Regions from separate parts of the Mustela erminea genome. Here region 2 is linked to region 1. The links are chromatin contacts, called in public Hi-C maps. All regions are on one chromosome and are shown on one strand. The core of a region is the stretch at or near the end of the contact, and the rest is flanking DNA. Distances in the headings are between cores, read along the strand shown.

Region 1 (4,456 bases), core at 151-2,650:
CTGAGTGAGTTCCTTTTCCTCTCAGGACCTCAGATTCTTCACGTTACAATAAGGGGGTTGAACCTGTGGTTCCCCAAATACGGGAACTGTGCTGGCTGCTGCAGAATCCCCCAGGGAATAGGCTAAAAATACAGATGTTTAGACCCTACCCTCAGGGGACAGGATGCAGGAAGACTGGGCTGGTCTCCAGGCAGCTGTAGTTCAGTAAGCAGTCAGTTCGGGAATTCTGCACCAAGCACCCCATTCCCAGTTCCCACAGCCACACTGGGAGCTGGAAGACCAGTTATCAGCGAGCCCCACCCCAGGCTTCCCGCTTCCCCACCCACTCCCCTGACGCAGCTAGATCAATATTGACCATTGGCCCCTCCCCTGCCCCTGCCTCCTGCCACCCCAATTCCTAAAACTCTGTGAGACCCTGACCTTGGGTCAGTGGAGTCAGGGTCAAAGCCAGCCTTGGGGCCTGGAGGATTTTAGGGCTGCCCTACTACATTTCATCAACACCTCCTGTGGCCTTGGCAGGAGCTCCCCGTCCGTCACAGAAGCCATTAGAGCCCTTAATCATTAACTCCATCCAGAAAGAGTGGCCTATCCCAGAACCCAGCTTTGAGGAATGGACACTGTTCCCCTCTGTGGCTCTCCAACCCATCCATTTTACAGATGGGGACACCAAGGCCCCGCCTCCAAGGCACTCTGCCATGGAACGGGAAGGTGCAGCTCACCCTCTGCCTGCCATCATTGCCTGACCCTGGCTCTGAGCACACCCGTCCCCGCCCTCCTTCCCCCTTTACTGGTTGGAGGCAGGAGCTGGGCCTCAGTTTCTTGATCTGCACAAGGGACAGGAGGCTCGTGAGAACCATCCCATTACAGGGCTTCTACCTACCACGGTTTGTACTACACCCTGATTTTTTTTTTTTTTTTAACTATGCACTGAACACCTGTATTATCCCACTTTATTCCCTGAAGGGGGGAAGGCTATTGTCCACATCTTCCATCTGAGGATGCTGGGGGTCAGAGGTGAAGCAGCAGATCCAGCTCTGCTCTGACAAGCAGAGTCCAAGCTTGCCTTGGCTCCTGTTGGCTCTTGTTCTCAAAGGGAGGCTGCTCGCAGATGCCATGGACATCGGGGGCAGAGGCTTTCTTTCCCTCAAATAGAAAGCAACCCTGGATGGGGCACTGGGAGGAGGCCTCAGTATGGCCAAAGGGGGTGGACTGCTACCCTGTCCCGGGGCAGAAGGTCAGGCTGCAGGAAGTCAGGCGGAGACAGAAGGGGGGCGGGGAGGGGGACGGCGGGTGGAGTGCTGGCCAAGGATCCACAGGCGGGCAGGCAGCCCTGGACGCCCTTCCAGGGCAGGACCAGCGTCAACAAGGCCTCAGGCCCCAGAGGGAGTGGCCTGGAGCTCAAGGAGCCAAACTTTCCATGAGCCACCGGCAAAAAATGAGTCTGGAGAAGAGTGTCCACCGCAAAACCGTAGGCTCAGCAACACAAGGTCACGTGAAATTCAGAGGGGCCAGGGCTGTCTTAACTCTTTGCTGGTTGTCGCTAGAGCCACCAGCACACTGCTTTCAGTTGCTGCTGTGTTGGGTAAAGTTGTGAGCAGGCACTATGGGTCCCCAGGGCCACACGGCCAGGGAGGGGCAGAGCTGGGAATGAAGCCAGGCCTGTGTCGCTGAGTCGTCTGAGCCCCCTCCTTGATGCCCTGCCATGGTCCCAGAGGCTGGGGGACTGGGGAGAGCACTGTAAGTGTCTCAACTGCACAGAAATGAAGGGGGTTGTCTCTGGGCTGTCACGACTCCCCAGGTGTAGGGCTGAGCCAGGCTCCCTGAACGCTCCAGGAGCCCATACCTGATGGGGAATGGAGGGCATGTGGAGGACAGACCTAAAAGGATGGCTTGGGGTCCCATGGATGAATGGGGAAGACACTGGAACAGGAAGCCTGGGCCTGCTCAGGGCACCACAAAAGGTGAACTTGGCTGGGGTGGTAGGAGGGAACACAGGGGGCAGGACCTACTGAGAACCAAACACAGGTGACTGTGTGACCCTGGTGCTGTTGACCCTGACTTGACCTTGGGAATACGGCTGACCCTAATCGTGTGGGGCCCTCTCCCCTGCCCTCTCCTGCTCCCCTTCCACCTTCGGCCTCCCAGATGTTTGCTCTCACGGATCACAGGCTAGAAGGGACTGCGGATGATCAGTGCCCCATCTCAGCGCTTCCCAGGGACCCCCAAGAGCACACCATCTCTCGTGAGTCCTAGAACATTCCTAGAAGAGGAATGAAGGGCCCCAGGACACTCTCTCCACACCTGAGCCAGGCACAGATGCTGCCTCCCAGCCCTTCGCTGCCCCTCCACCCGCCCTGAGTCTCCCCAGGTCAGGGGGCCATGGACACAGAGATCAGCTGAGAAGGAGAGCAAAACACTGATTAGGGGTGGGGACCCCGGGCCTGGCCCCAGCTCCCATACGTTGTCACCACGGGCCACAGCCCTGCTAATCCCCAGTCTCCGCAGAGCCAGAAAAATGAGACATTTCTCACAGAAATCCAAACTTCCAACTTCTCTTAAAAAGCTGGGCTATCTGGCAACCTGGGTCCATGCTTGTAGGGGACGGCCTCCCCAGAAGAGAGGCAGGCTTTCTTCTCTCGTGCGCCAGGTCCCCACCACTGACTCATCACGGCCACCCTCTCTGGGGACCAGTCACCACCTGCTCTCCCGCTCACACCTACAGCTTCGCTCACCTGGCCCCTCAGCCTGGTTCTGCAGGCACTGGGCTTGTCCCCTGCTAGGCCATTCTAGCATTCCAGGCTAGGGTTCTATTCCAAACAGGGCTGAGGTGTTCCGTGGACTGTCCACCATACGGCCATGAGTTCCTCTGATCTGCTCCCACTGCCGTCAGGCCTGGCTGGGGTCTGCTCTGAGCCAGGGCCACCAGAGGTCAATAAAGGGAGGGGCGGGGGCTATTGGGAGGTGGCAGAGGCGGGAGAAGGGTGAGGTGGCAGGACAGCCTGTCTGGGAGCAGCAGGAACGGGAAAAGCAGGACAAATAGGAAGCTGGGACCCAGGGAGGACAGACCAGGAATCTCGGGCCCCGGGGGCCAGGGTAGTGAGCAAGTGCAAGGGTAGCCAGAGACAGCAAGGCAGGGGAAGTGGGGGGTGGGGTGGGGAGGTGAAGCTGGTGGGCTCCCTAGCCTCCTAGAGGCCTGCAATGGCCAACTGGGAATCTGGTTGAAGAGAAGGCCAGACTTCTAGGATCACCCATTCTGGATGCCCAGGACCCCAGGCTGCAGCTAAGAGGTTGGGCAAGGAGTCTGCACAGGACGATGGCTGGGGCCTGGGACCTGTCCTAGAAGGAGCGGGGAGGGCCTGGAGAGGGTTCTCCCTCCCCACGACTCCCCTTTGGGACCACGGAGCTGGCGCCAGGGGCTCTGTGAACAAGGCTGGAGCCTGCCCCCAGGGTGTGGGAAGAGGCACCTTGAATTGTGAAGGCCATTCCTGAGCCTACAGCAAATTAGCAATCCCATGCTCTTCCTCCATCTAGAGCCCCAAACAAAGAGGGGCAGGAGGGGGCCTGGCCTTTTGTTAGGGGAAATTTATTAATATCTAAAAGATGCAGCAGCCCTTCCTCTCCAACCCCCCCATCAAAGCCTTCACAAACACCTGGGCCTCGCATTTGAAAGGCCCTGAGGCTCTTTTAAGTGGCCAGGTCCTGCCAGGAGGGGGTGGTTAGCACCAGGAAATTCTTCCAGCCTGGGAAACTCAGGGCTTCTCCCAATCCCCGGACTTCCAGCCTTAGCTACACCTGCTGGTAAGAGAGCAGCCGGGGAGGGGAGGGCCAGCTGCCCAGGTGTGCCTGCCCCCGCTGGGTAACCTTGAGCAAGTCTTCCCTTTGGAGGGCCTCAGTTTGCCCATACATATAAGGGGGGCGAATTGGCTTCCTTTTGTCTTCGCCACCCTTCCTCAACCCCACTACCCCCCACCACTGCCACAGAGAAACGGGACAGGAAGTGTCAGAAGCTGGGAGAGCCAGGAAAGCGAACAGTTGAGCCTCAGTTTCCTCGTCCGTCCAACGGAAGCTGGACACCCCTGCGCTGTCCACCCCCTGGTTCTCAGCAGTAAGGAGAAGGGGTAAGAAGGATGACCTCATTGGTGTTTATTAACAATAAACCAATAGGACATGGGTGGGTTGAGGAGACAGCAGGAGAGAGAGAGGGCACGCAGCCTGGCCCAGCTGCATGAGGGTGGCCTGTCACGCTGGGGCACACTTTCACACTCCACCCTCGTCTCTCAGGGAAGGAGGGGTCCCAGGGCAGCCCCCCTTGTGCTTGGGACTGAAGATGCTGAGGCCTCTGGCCACAGGCCTGAGCTGTTGGCTGCCCTTGGCTCCCTGCCTCCACCCTCATGCCTGGGCCCAGAGGGGGCTGCATCAGGACAGACAGCCACGTGAGCGGACCACCTCCAAGTCT
Region 2 (4,016 bases), core at 1,029-3,528, 68 kb after region 1:
GTGTGCACGTGGGATTTGTGTGGGCACGCACATGTGCAGTGCCTGCGTTGAGGGCTGGGCACACACATGGCCTGGTGCACACGGGTGTATTTCCGAGCAACGTGTGAGTGCGTGGGAGGTGGGGCTCTGGGGTGTGTGAGAGCATGCCGGCCGTGTGCAAGCCTCCCCCACCGCTGGCAGCCAGGGAGCCCTCCTCCCTGGCCTCCCTGTGTCGTGGGAGTCTCGGGACCCCGAGGGAGGGAAGCTACTGCTGGCGGATGTGGTCCAGAGGACTGGATTTATTTAGATTAAGGTGGTGGGAAAGAATCACAGGAGCTGGAAAGACATAAGTCTGGGCTCAGAGTGGTTCCCCAAGCATGCCTGCTCCCCAGATTTGGGGTCCACATTCTGCTCCCCCAAACGGGTCCTTCTAATTCACTGGGAGGAGCGGGACAATGACTCCATCTTTGGACCTCTGCCCCCACCAGTAAGAGGAATCATGAGGTCTTCCTGGCCCTCAGCACCCTCCTCATGGGCAAAGAGGGGATCCCTGAGAGTCCCCGCCCTCTCTCTGCTTCAGGGGCCTCCCCAGGCAGGAGAGTATGGCAGGTAGGAGGGTGCCTGCATCCTGACTGTGACATCCATCTTGTCCCAGGTGACTCCTCCCTGGAGAGCAGCTCTCCCCCTGAAGAAGGGGGAGTTGTCACAGGCAAGCCTACAACCTCCGAATTAGCTGCTTGGGCCTCTGTGGGGTTGGCTGGCACTACAGCAGCCTCTGAGAAGCATAGAGGTCCATAAGGCATTGGGTAAATAACTGGGGGTATCAGGGAGTCATCTAAGATGGGCCTGGGAGGTTGAGTCTGGGGCCCCCAAACTGTACTCTTGTTCTTCCCAGTCCTTCTGTTGTCCACACTACCTTTTCTTTTGCCACCTCCTGGGTTTCCAGATCACCTGTTTATTTGTCTCAAAGTCCCCTGAAAGGCCGGCTAACTCCCAATTGTAGATATGGGAAAAGTGGGGCCCAGAGAGGGAAACAATTTGTCAAAGTCCACACAGCGTGTCTGTGACCAAATGGTCAGGGAAACTCAACCTGTGGAATGAGATGGGTTGTGGATTGACGTGACTCCAGCCTCGGTAACGTAGCCCCCTCTTTCTCATCGGCCTCACCTCCCTAAACCACCCCAGCAAGAATAACAGTGACCAGAACCTTCTCTCTAGCAAGTGAAAAGCACAGTTTTAGGACAAGGGTAGCTCTTTGAGTTGCCCCTTCCAAACTTCTCCTTGTATTCATGGGGGGGGAAACTGAGTCCCAGAGAAGGCAGGAGACTTGCTGAGTCTCACGGTGAGTCTGAGATCCCTTGTGACTGGAGCCAAAATGTTCATTTCCTAGAGTGAGAAGTCGGTCCAAGATCCCTGGAGCATCTACACTGGCCCTGAGCACTTCTGCCCAGACTATCCTCTCCTTAGCCTGATTCTGCCTTTTTGCTGTGTGATTAGGCCACAATTCTGTCCCTCTCTGGGCCGCTGCCTGTTCAAGAGGGCCCCTCCTGGCTCAGAGTCTCAGAAACTCTGAGCTGCCCCCGGCCCCACGCCCAGCAGGAGAGGAGCCAGGGTCAGGGGAGTTGGGGGCCCAGCCTGCAAGGCCCAGCCTTCCAGAGCCAGGCCAGCCCTGGTCGCAGTGACCTCCCATCTCCAGGCCAGCCGACCAAATTCCTCCTTTAGAATAATAAACAGTGTGGCCAGCCAGGGAGGCTGGGAGGGGAGCGGCAGGGAGGCTGAGATGACCCCCTCCCCCAGCCTGGGCTGCTAATGATTTTCTTTGGCTGGGATCTCAGGCAGGAAGGGGGGAGCAAGAGGGGCACCCAGCTAGGGGCACATGGGCCTCTGTGGGAGCTGCTGGCTCTGCCTCTGCACTGATCCCTCTTGCTGGTGGAAGACTGGCATCCAGCTGGAGAGGTTGGGGCAGGAGGGACGGGAGTGGGGGTGCTGTGGGAGGGCTGGGCTTTGTCTCTGGAAGAGTCAAGAGAGAGGAATGGGGAGGAATGAGGAGACCCTCAGGCAGGCTGGTCGAAGGGATGGGGAGGAGGAGGAAGGGCAAAGCAGAGTTGCTCAGAGAGCTTCCTGGGGGGCTGGGCAGTAGGGGTAAATGCTGCCCCCATAAGTGGCCCACTCCCCATCATCCCATTTTGAGCTGGCAACTGAGGACACAGCGAGAGCGATGGCACAGGAGGCAGCCCCCATGGGGCTCAGACCTGGAGCCCAGCCCTAGACTGGGAAGTAAAGAGCCATGTGGGCGTGGCCTGAAGAGCCAGGCCTGGCCCGGCAGCCACTCAGGGAAGTCAGCAGACCCGCAGCCCGGGAGGCGCCCTGTGCCTGGTCACGCGGTCTCTTCCCACGTTTCTTGCTCTGTGACCCCTGTCTCCTTCTGGTCACCTTCTTATCGATGCTGCAGGCAGACCCTTGCCAGCTTGGCTATTGGTGGTTGTCTGGAATCCGCAGATGGAGCTGCTAAGGGCAGGGATGGAGCAGAATCCCACCTGAGTCGATCTGTCTCTCTGTGGTCCTTCTTCTGTCTCTGGCTGCCTCCTTTACCATGTGCATCCTCCTTCTTGGTCTCTGTGTCTGTCTCTTTCTGCCTCCATCATTCCAGATCTCTTTGTCTCCCTCCTGGACAAGCTCTGCTGGGTCATCCTGCGTGAACTTCTTTCCCATCCAGAGCCTTGGTTTCCCTGTCTGGACCCTCGGGGGTGAAGGTGGGGGAGCTTGGATTCAGCAGTCTCCAAGGACCTCTGAAGACTTCCCGTGCAGTGGGGCTGCCCCTGGGCTCAGCCCCTGGCCCCTCTCCCCTAGGCCTCCCTGTGCAGCTTGGGGCTGAGTAAAGGGGGCCCAGGCATGGGGGTGCCCCCCCCCCACATTCCGCAGTCCTGACTCCCCCGCTTCCCTTCCCACAGCCGCCTCCACTTCCTGTTGTGCTTTTGGAGCCTGTGGGAGTTCTCTGGGTTCTGGCTTTCCCCTCCTGCTCCCCCAGGCCTTTCATCACGCTTTCCCAAATATTTGTCCTGGCAGATAAGAGCTTGGTATTGGAACTGTCACCCAGATGACTGGCTGTTAGAGCTGGCGGGCCCCTGGACACCATCCAGCCCGAGTCCCCCACTCCCACTGCACATAAAGAGAAACTAAGGCCCAGAGAGGCCTGGGTTCAGCCAAGGCTACTGGAGAGGTAGAGGCAGAGGCGAAGTTTGGTCCATTCGCCCTGAGGCCCAGCCCCATGCAGGGAGTGGGAACTCGGGCGAGTATCCTCTTGATCATGGGACATGGGTGGCTTTCGACTTCAGCCTCATAGACATGGAGGCTTGGTGGTCTGCGCTGGGGTTTCCTCTGCAGGACCCAGGTGCTAAGTCCAATTTTGCAATGACTGTGCCCACTCAGCCCTTACCCCTATATTTAACTCTGCAGGACACCATGCAGCTTCCGAGCACCAGGCCAGCTCCTGTCCTCAAAGGTAGGTACACTGTGGCTTCCAAGTGTCATGCCAGCTCCTGTTGTCAAAGGGGTAGGGGACCCCCAGGAGGCACTGAGCAGAACCCTAGAGCTGGCCAAGGCTGTTAAACTAGCACTGGGGCCTGGGAGCCCAGGGACACTGCTGTGCTTGTGAGCCTCGATTTCCTGCCTTTCCTGCGGTGCTCAGTGGAGGCCTCCTTCTACTGTTCACTCAGCTCAGTCACCCCCGTGTCCCATCTCTTCTCAGTACTCTGGGGTACCAGCCTGGCTGGTCTGCTTCCGGTCTGGGGCTCCCCTCCCATGCCTCGATCCCTCACTGGCTATGAGCGCCCAAGTCCTGGCTGGGCTTCTGTGAGCACACCCTTCCCTCAGTACTGCCTGTTCTATGCTGTCGGTGCTCCGGGGGGCTGGGTGGCCAACCAGGCAGTGAACGGTCACCGGCCACCAGGGACCAGCCGACAGCCTACCAAGGACAGGTGCCTGGCTGGCTAGCTGAGCACCTGCAGGTCTGGGGGACGTGGCTTACAGAATCCTGC

The links. A called contact is a pair of places that touch in the nucleus more often than the background predicts.
Region 2: a Hi-C map of fibroblasts shows a contact between it and region 1, with 8 times the contacts expected there. The contact joins two enhancer-like sites. A contact is called at or near these places in 2 of 3 Hi-C or Micro-C datasets (fibroblasts and spleen).

The regions. Positions count from the first base shown.
Region 1 is chr3:122,714,886-122,719,341 of mMusErm1.Pri, forward strand. It overlaps SLC6A7 (sodium-dependent proline transporter), which reads right to left. Exons shown (of 14, transcript XM_032337334.1): 14 at 4,120-4,456. Among named protein-coding and RNA genes, the nearest start is that of SLC6A7, 20 kb to the right of the region's middle. Within about 2 kb of position 1,401, the one cell type or tissue checked has open chromatin away from gene starts, as enhancers often do. A contact at or near this core is called in fibroblasts, where this site is marked.
Region 2 is chr3:122,781,528-122,785,543 of mMusErm1.Pri, forward strand. PDGFRB (platelet-derived growth factor receptor beta) reads left to right here. Exons shown (of 23, transcript XM_032337337.1): 2 at 3,436-3,481. Among named protein-coding and RNA genes, the nearest start is that of PDGFRB, 15 kb to the left of the region's middle. Within about 2 kb of position 2,279, the one cell type or tissue checked has open chromatin away from gene starts, as enhancers often do. A contact at or near this core is called in fibroblasts, where this site is marked.